Regions from separate parts of the Gossypium arboreum genome. Here region 1 is linked to region 2. Evidence: chromatin contacts called from public Hi-C data. All regions are on one chromosome and are shown on one strand. Each heading gives the region's core, a stretch centred on a gene start, on an enhancer-like site or on the middle of the called end of the contact. The rest is flanking DNA. Distances are from core to core; before and after follow the strand shown. Region 1 holds the start of LOC108477025. Region 2 holds the start of LOC108479962 (mannose-6-phosphate isomerase 2).

Region 1 (5,200 bases), core at 454-2,953, 190 kb before region 2:
ATTGCATCAAACATCTAGCCCAAAAAACATCATATAAGGCCTATTAAGTAATCCATGGAGATGAATTAATCCGACTTATTAAGTGCATCCTTGCCAAATTTTGACACAAATGTTTCAAAAGGCTTGGAGTTTAGAATTTGTGAAAGTTGCACCTTTCTAACAACAATCAAAAAGGGATCATGTCTGGAACTGTCCAAGCAAGGGCAAGAGATTTTTCTCCCCCATTTCCACCTTCAGATTTGGCACTACAATAAGACATTTCTACGCATTTTGCACAAATATAAATAATTAAAATGGAAAGAGAAACTTTCAAGATTCCTATAAATAGGAGGTTGAAAGCATAGGGGTTTCTCATAAACTCAACAAATAAATATATAGCAAATTACATTGTTTTTATAAATCAGACAAGGTTTCAAATATACAATACCATCTTATATGCCCAATCTAACCAAACTATGCATGTTTGAGACATGTAACCATAAACAGAAATAAGAAACAATGTTTAAGGCACCAGAAACGCACCTAAGTGGTCCACAAGATTTAAGCCCCTTTCCCCACAAGATGAAATATAAAGCTGTTATAGCACCATTAATTACAGAAGGAACCACCTGAAAATTAAGAGAGACTTCAAAAAGGAAAAATTAAGGAAAAAGATACAAGTGAGCACTCTTTCTTCCAATTGTTATTATCTTCCTCAGGAAAAGAAGCAACCCTACTTGACCTGTGTATTTGAGAGTGATCTTCCCTTCCAAGGCTTTTGCAAGAGTAAAAATAAGATAGATGAGGGAACCAGACAACTGAAGATAAAAAGTATCACTGAAGCTCCAGTCTGGGTCAGGTACCGATACATGGAATAAACTGACCATATTCTCAAGAAGTTCCCAACAATGTGGATTATCTGCAGAGGAGTTTGCCTACAAGTAAAAATAATTAATGGCAAAATCATCTAAGATCTAGCAAACAAAAATATAATACAATTAATTTATATACAAGTATATGAACATATAGTCATATAACAGTGTTTCAAATGTATTTTATTAGTATTTATAAATATATGAGAACATTTATTTTAATCTCTTAACAAAAAATCATTATCAAAAGTTTAATAGCTCAATGATTACGACTTTTAGAACAATACTTTAGCTAAACTAAGCTAAAATTTCCCATAAACTACATAGAAGTACGCAACACTGGTAGACATTATTCAGTTTAGTAATGCTAAACACGCTAGTCGCTAAAACAAAGTAAGGGCACTGTTGAGTTGGCCAGAAAATGCTGGAAAATCGGAAACTTGAACAGAAACTTATCGGAACTTCATAGCATATCACTTTGAAGGCAAGAAATGCAGTTGACCTAAACTCCACAAATAAACGTAAGATTCAAATTTCAAATTCCTCCACAAATGTCATTTCTTCTAGAAAACCAAACAGAAAAACTAGGGTTCTAAAAAATAAAATTGAAAATTGAAAAAAAAAAAACAGAATGAGAGATTTATTTTGTTTTAATACATACCTGAAATTAGACGATCCGCGAACCTCAGAGATTGGCCTTGGAGACATCATCTTCAAAAAAATGAAATAGTTTGTATCTGAAAAGGAGGATATTTATAGCTTATTATGAGAGAGTAGTTTAATTTGGATTAGACAAAGCTTAAACAGAGATTAATTACTGATAATTAGTGTATAACAAGCAAAAATAAATGAGAGAATGAAATAGAAAAAACGAGAGTCCAAACTGAAAATTGACTGCTTTGGGCTGGGCTACAATCAAGGATTGGGCTTTAATTGTTCCATTTCTAATTGGTTTTCTTTATGACTATCTAAAACCGTATCTTTTAAGTTTCCACAATACTTCAGTAAAAGAGTTTCTTTTTTAATTGCAAACAGGATTAATAGGAATTTTTTAAAACTAGAATACAGTATGTGTAACATAATGTGTATTTAAAAATAATAAATAATGAAATAATTGGTTGAGAGGTAAATTTAAAATTTTATTAATTAAATTTATGTTAGTTCAAATTTTGTTGTATATATATTTTTCTTGATTTTGTTAAAATGAAAAGACTAAAATACCATTGAATAATATGGCTTATTTTAATTACGGTAGGATATTTTTGTAATTTTTTAATCGAGTTGGTAATCGGTTAACCCGCGACACCAACTCAGTCAGAAGTTTTATTTATAGTAAGTATAGATGTACAACTAGTGGAGATAGTAAATTGTACATAATAAAAACATGTATATATATATATATATATATTTAAGGTTTTACTAATTTAATTAGAGCTGTTTAAATCTCAATGTATTCATATTTTTCTTGGTTTTTGTTAAAATGAGAAGACTAAAATGCTCTCAAATAATATGACTTATTTTAATTATAAAAATACATTTTATAATTTTTAACTAAGTTAGTATCCGTTAACTCGTAACACTAATTTAGTCAGTGGTTTTATTAATAGTATATTGTTAATTGGCTTATATGTAAAAAAGACTAACGAAAATGCAAAAACCAATTAAGCCCCTATATTAAATTCACACTTAATTAAGCTATTGCCGTAAACTAAAATAATCAATTAAGCCCATTCATTAATGATTATTGACCACGTTAACTATTAAAATAAATTGATGAACTAATTAGATGGTGACATATGACAATTTCTAGTTTAATATAATATTTTCTCATAAAAATGATTAAAAATTATTAAAATTTAAAAAATTTAAAAATATAAAAATAAAATATTAAAATTTACATAAACTTATTAAAATGCAAAAAAATTATGAATTATTTTATATTTTTTATAAATTTATATTAATTTTAATAAATTGTAAAAATAAAATTGATATAAACTTATTATAAGTTTATATTTTAAATAAGTTTTATTAAAATTGATATAAACTTACTAAAATCGATATTTATTAGATTTTATGGTTTTTATGATATAAACTTATTTTAAAAAATGTATTAGAATTCTTAAAATAATAATAATAATAATTTGTAAAAAAAAATTCTAATCAATGTTTTTAAAATCGGACCGATGGTCGAACCGATAAGGCCACCAATTTGCCATTTTGACTAACCAATCCAGTTCAATTAAATAAAACATGAAAAGTATTAAAAAAATATTGTTATTTTCCCAAGTCAACCAGTCTAATGGTTTTTTCCTGACCGTCACCATTGTCAATTTCGGCTAAATAGGTCCAATTGGTCGATCTGGTCCAATTCAAGTTTTTATAATTTTTTATAATTTTATAAGTTTATATTAATTTTAATATTTTTTATAATTGTGTATGATTTTTATAGAATTTTAATACGCTTTTATAAAATTTTAAATATGTTTTATTAATTTTATTATTTTGTTTTATAAATTATTAAATTTTTAATAATTTGTATATTTTTTATAATTTTTAAATTTATATCAATTTTCATATTTTTAATATTTAATAATTTTTATAATTTTTATATTTTTTCTATTTTTTAAAATTTATGATTTTTTAAATATTTTTATTGTTATGATTTTTATATTTTTTCTAATTTTTAATATTTTTATAGAAAAAATATTAGATTAAACCAAAAGTCGCTAGGTGTCAAAATCTAATTAGTCTGTTAATTTATTTTAATAGTTAATGTGGTCAATAATGAAAATTGTTAATGAAGGGCTAAATTTGATTATTTTAATTAATGGCATAGGCTTAATTAGGTGTAAATTTAGTACAAGGGCTTAATTTTTTTTGTATTTTCTTAAGGACTTTTTTCACATATAAAATTGTAAATTTAAAGATTATTTCTTAAAAATGTTCAAAATATGTATTTTTTAAGGTTACCTTGGTATCCATAGGTTTCAAGGTCCATAAGATATAAATTCACTAATGAATCTGTACCTTAACATCTATGAGTGTTAAAATTCTTTCTATTTAAAGGTGTTTATAGGTTGGGCCAAGTTAAGACCCAAATTTAAAAAAATTTTCAAACTTAAGCTTGAGCCTAACTTGTCCAAGTGCCTTATTTCACTGGTCAAAAAATACTTAAGAATTAATTTATTTAAATTTAATTATATAAATATATAAATGATATATTTTTTAATTTTTTTAATTTTTAAATAGTAAAACGGATTAAGCCAGAGTTGAAAAAATAAAACCCAAGCTCAATCCAAGTTGAATTCGGCTAATCGGGTTGTACAGGCTACTCAACCCATAAACACCTTTATTTGTATTATTTATTTTTATTTTTTAATTCATTTGGTTTAGGCTTAACAAATTTATTAAACTATTACATCAAACATGGAAAAAAATGAGTAACAAAGTTTTATTAACATCTCACTTAAATTAGACAAAAAAAAATCATAAACTTTATTTAAAATAGTATAACTACATCACAATACATGTTAAAAACAACTAATTATATAATAAAATAATATTACACATAAAAATTAATATAACTCCTTTTCCATAACCTTAGAGATGCTCAATTTCGGAAAAGCCTATTGTTGAAATGTTGGCTCTCACTTTCATTTGCAAAAAACACCCTTTGTTGATTCTTCCTCTTGCATGGATATGTTGGTTCAAGTAGCAAATTGACATGCCGTCAATTATGGTTAATTTTACACTTACGAAGTTTGTTTTCTAAGTAATTTAATATTTTAATTTTTGTTTTCAGTATTTAGGCCTTAAGATAGAAAGTTAATAAAAATAAGTGTTTTTAACACATTTTGTAGGTGTTGTGACCCAATAAGCCGACACAGGCCTTAGGTTGTACTAATTGATCTAATTGAGTGTGTAGAATAGATGTAATAGCCCATTTTTAGTGATATCGGAACAATGATTTTAGGACCACAATTTTGATGAGTAAATTATTATTTTAATGTTTAAGGGATTTTATTAAGGTTTTATTAAATTTTGAGGTTTGCATGGTTAATTGAGTAAAAAGGACTAAATCGCAGAATGTGCAAAAGTTGAGTTATATTAGTTAAAATGGTCAAATGGCTATGAAACCTTAAATTAAAGGACTCGAATGGTAAATAAACCATTTAATGAGTTAGTGGATTATGATGGATAGGTTTTATGGTAGTTTAAATGGTTATTTAAGGTTAATTTAGTAAATTAGTAATAAAAAGAAAAACTAAGTAATAAAACATTAAAAAAAGATCTTGTCTTCATCGTTTTGAATTTCAAACCCTAAAATTGCCATTGGAGAAGGAGAACAT
Region 2 (5,015 bases), core at 1,416-3,915:
GTTTTGCTCTAAATAAATAAAAACTTGGGTAGGAGCCATTTTTTCATATGCTGACAGAAGTCTAACCAGACTAATACATAGCATATTTCCGTATCTTCAGAGCAGCCATTTTATGAACTCTACAGGGAAGGACCACATCAGTTTTCCTGTATAGTCATGTTTCTAAGGAACATAACAAGGTGATGACCCTCGACCCTTTCTCCATTTAATGCCTCTACACAGTAAAGAAAAAAATTCTATAAACCTGACTTTCTACGTGCAGCCGACTTTTCAGTTTTGCTATTGATTTGGTTGCCATCTCCTTGCTAGCTGACATGAGTTGAGTAAAAACCGACCGCAGAGCATATTTTACTTTCTCTGCCCCATCTTGCTTGCTAATATCAAGGACTTGCTTTGCCGATGCATTGCCAACCAATTCTACAATCTCTGGAATATCTACAAGAACACCCTTCAGCTCCTGCAAAGAAGATAGATGCTTGCTTCAAATATACGACTAATGTAGCCAGTATCACCAGAAAATGTTAAGTACACAAACAAGAAGCGTCCTTTACCTAAAACCAAAAAAACATGCATGTTTAGGAAAAACCACATAAAGACAACCCTGCAGTCCTTAAGATATTGCAGACATGATTTGGGAATATCAAAAACAAGCAGTAGAAAAAAAAAGGGCTTAACACTTGAACATTCATCTTCTTTGACATTAAAGAATTATATTCCCAACATGCAGAAGCTCCATGAAAATGCTAGACTAGGTATTAAACTTCTCAGAATGCGATCTTACCTGCCCTGGAGCATTACAATATATACCAAAAAAAGTTTTAAAATATCAATAACCCCTCTAATATCAACAGACATGAAAAAGGTTCTGGCACAGTGATATTAAATTTTACCCTACTATTTAGACCAAAACAAGACTGACCAGAAACAGTGGCAGTGAATTCTAGGAAAGTCAAGATAGATTATCTTCTGCCTCTAACTCAGATGTGATTCAGCCTCAAAGTTTTGTCATGCATATCATTTCCCGAATCTTTATTCAGCACAACCACATCTTGACAGCATAATTACAAATTTAAGTGCAAAACGTGATTACCAGAATTTTATCAAACATAAATGCAAGATTTATTCACTCAAAAAGAACAACCAGCAAAAGGAAAGTTCCACCAAAAACCAAGCATGATTCATGTATTACCTCGAGAGTAATGAATCCACAAAGGGCCCTGAACTCTGTAATTGCCAAAGCCATCTCAGGTTTGTGATTCCCATCCTTATAGAGATTTGGCTTCAACTTAAGCAATTCTTTGGCCAATTCTTTATCCGGATGAGCCTGTATTGAAAGGGCTTTTGCCACTGAAAGTACCTATTTTACAGCAAATGAACCACAGAATCAAATTAGACGATTCACAGAAGAAAAAAGAAAAGTTCATATTGTAGTTAAAAGTTAAGTTGATTTCCACTTTAAACTCTCAAGCTTAATTCTTTGCCATTAACTATTCAAGATCCACTCCAATTTCTCAATTGCTATATTGATAGCTTTGATCTAAATTAAAATTGAGATCAAAACAGCCAAAAAAAAAAAAATCTTTACACTTGTAAATACCCCCGAGAAAGGGAAAAAAAAAAACAATGGACACCACATCAAAGCAAATTTCAGTCATATTCAAACTTAATAAAAAATATATAATTGTAAAAAATGGAAATTTAAGATGAATGGTGAGAATTCAACTTCCATTAATATTGAAGCAAAAGTTGCAGTAATTCCTATTCAAATGCAAAAGAAAAACCCTTTAAAAAGAAAACCCACTAACCCAATTAAAAATAGAAAAAAAAAACCACAAAAACAGAAATCAAAATTCAATTTCCCAATAATCAAAAGGGGAGGAAAACGAAAACCAGAAAGGAATCAGATAAATCGTGTAAAAGAAAAGAACAAACCTTGAAGAGAAAAGGAAGATCGGGCCCCCATTTTTCCAAAACCTTATGACCAAGCACATTCGGATTCTTCCGAATCCACTCTTTTAAACCCACATTTTGATCTTCTCCATAGCCATCAGCCAAAAAACTTGGCCCCGAGTCATGTGTTCCCATCCAAAACTCAGCATAAGGCCTATCGGGCTTAACCTCGGCCCCGGAATTCAAAGCCAATAGCCTTGCCACCTGTGCCTCCGCACCACATCTTCCCCAATCGTAGTTTTGCACCCAACCTCTTAACCGCTTCACCTTGTCAACATTAGCAGCCTTCGCCATTGTTGAAATACCCCACCCCCAAGGAAAGAAAAAGGAAGGAAAAGAAGGCTAGAAGAGAAGGATAATGCAGAAGGGAATGGGCATCGTTTGCTGGTATTTGAAGAGTTTGAAAAGGTATGAAGAGAGAGGGAAACAAGTTGGGAAAAGAGAGTGAAAGAAAAATTGAAAATGAAGATTTCAGATAGAGAAAGCTTGGAAGAACCACGATTTGTATTTGTGGGGTCTCTTCAACTATGACTCTGCTTTGCTTCCCTTTTGCAGTTTCTTACGATCTTATCTTCCCACTTCTGCACGAAATTTCCATGCCCCTTTTCTCTTTTTTTTCTTTTTTCTTTTTCTTTTTCATATTAAAATCTCTAGAAAATTTTGTTTGGCAAAATAGCAATTATATGCTCACATTACAAAAATAGAAGTCAGTATATTTGAGATTCTCGAAAATTCATATTCTACCACACAAAATTAAAATTAAAAATAATATATTTATTATTTATGCTATTTATTAAGTCTTTCTAAATTCTACTTACTACTATATCATTCATAAGTTGCATCTCCCAACTCGATTAAAAATTTTATTTATTGTTTGAACTAAGATAATTTTTAATTTTATTTAAAATTTCAGTAAGTATAATTAAAACGCAAATCTTTGCTCTAAATATATGATAGAATTTTTAGTAATTGGATTTTTTCATATATATATACTAGATGAATGATGTAAAATTAAATTATACTACAATTTATATGAAAAGGGTGAAAATGGTATTCACTATGAAATTTAAATATTTGTAATTAATTTTAATTGTTAAAAATATTAGCTATTACTTCTCTTATGATTTTAAATTTTGTTTCATCCACTAGTGTCATGGGTTGTGCATAGGAGTCCGTAATCATGACTACCATGACGAATTTGTACGATCCATCATATTCGAAAGAGGTCATTTGGCCCAACTGAACTGGTTCGTTGCTTGGAAAGATTGAAAGTCCATCTCCAAAGCTTAGCAAATATGGAAGGTGATCTTTAAAGATATGTGATCCTAGACATTAAATGTAATCTTTAGAATATACGATTTTGTAATCTTAGAGATTTGATATCTAAATAGCTTTTAATCTTTGCCATTGATGTACTTTGATCTATACCGTTAATTTTGGGGAGACTCGGCTATAAATAGAGGTCTCTCAAGTGTTCACTCAAATTTTGGAAGTATTCACTCAAACTTTTCCCTCAAGTGTTCTCATTTTTCTGTGACTTTTGTTCATCTTTAGAGTTCGTTCTTATTTTATTCTTCAATTGTTTTTCGTGGATGCCTTAGAAAAATTCTGTTAAATTCTCAATTATTGCGAATTAAGTTAACTTAGGTGTTTTTTAGTGAAGGAATTGACTAAGGTTACATGAATCGCGTGGAAAAAAAAAATTTTAAATCCGTGACACTAATAAGTGTGCTAAATTTTAGTTTTTTTTTTTTAATGGAGTCACTTTATTTGCCATACAAAATTCAGTCAAAAAGACATTATTTATCTAGTTTTTTTAGATTTATTTATAACAAAGTAACTGTTTTGATGTCATTAGTGTAAGTGACACTAATTATATTAAATTTTATAAAATAAAGGTAAAAATGTTATTTGTAGTGCTCTAAATTAACTTAACTAAATTTGATGTTACTTAAAATTCAATTTAATTAATGATATTAATTAAGAGATATTAATGAAATGAAGTAATTTGGGATTTAATTAAATTTTAATGTATCTTGTGTTTTTAAATAAATATATTTCTCTTATGTTAAAAACTCTTTAAAAATATTAAATCATTATGAAAATCTTATTAAGTGGGTGTCCATCAAAATTAAGATAAATTTTGAAGTACTTAAAATTCTAATAGTCATTTGGAGTAGATCTCTACTTCATTTATACTTCTTATCTCTATAAATAGAGACATTAAAGAAGCTTTGTAAATATCTTAATTGGTCAATAAAATACATTATTTATTGCTTTCCCATATTATAAGTAGATAATTTTCAAAGACTTCTCTTGAAAGAGTCAACCTCCCTTAATAATATGATATCAATTTAATTAATAATAATAATAATTAAGAGATATTAATTCAATTAATGAAATAACATAAATTTAAATTTAATTAGAATTGGATACACCACTATACGTTTACAATAAATATTTTGATTTTTGGAAAAAATTACTAGCACTTTTAAGTGAAAAAACTGAGTATTTTAAAAAAAATTGTTATAAAAGGGATAATTTTATGATATTTTAAATAATAGTTTAAAGGGTTTATTTTATTATTTTTCATATCTATTTTAACCAATATTATGAATCAATTGTATATCAATTTAGTTGATAAATAAAAAAAAGTTAATTTTTAATATTTAATCAATAAAATCCATTCATAATGGAATTTGACCTTCAACTATCATGATTTTTCGACCTTCAACTTTATCATTTCACCTCAAGTTTCATTTGGTTTAATTTAGTAGTTAATTAGATACTATAATAACACTATTTGGATATAGATTTATACATATAAATATAAATCTTTTATATGAAACTTGTGCATTAGCTGGCCTGCGAGGCCAAGATCGAGCTTGAGCAAATTTTTTTAATTTTAATTTAGTTCAAATTTTATTTAAATAATAAATTAATCTGAATTTAATTATAAATATATAAATATTATTTTTAATATATTATTGATAAGAACAATAAAATGGCCAACCAATTGAGCGAAATTCAAGCTTAATTTTTTATTTAGGATCAGTGGCTAACCC

The links. A called contact is a pair of places that touch in the nucleus more often than the background predicts.
Region 1: a Hi-C map of leaf shows a contact between it and region 2, with 2.1 times the contacts expected there. The contact joins the promoter of LOC108477025 here to the promoter of LOC108479962 in region 2. A contact is called at or near these places in 2 of 5 Hi-C or Micro-C datasets (both in leaf).

Annotation. Positions count from the first base shown.
Region 1 is chr12:11,578,790-11,583,989 of ASM2569848v2, reverse strand. LOC108477025 reads right to left here and starts at 1,703. Exons shown (of 11, transcript XM_017779436.2): 1 at 1,513-1,703; 2 at 722-914; 3 at 523-608. The coding sequence starts at 1,562.
Region 2 is chr12:11,393,196-11,398,210 of ASM2569848v2, reverse strand. LOC108479962 (mannose-6-phosphate isomerase 2) reads right to left here and starts at 2,665. Exons shown (of 5, transcript XM_017782838.2): 1 at 1,933-2,665; 2 at 1,190-1,357; 3 at 245-457. The coding sequence starts at 2,244.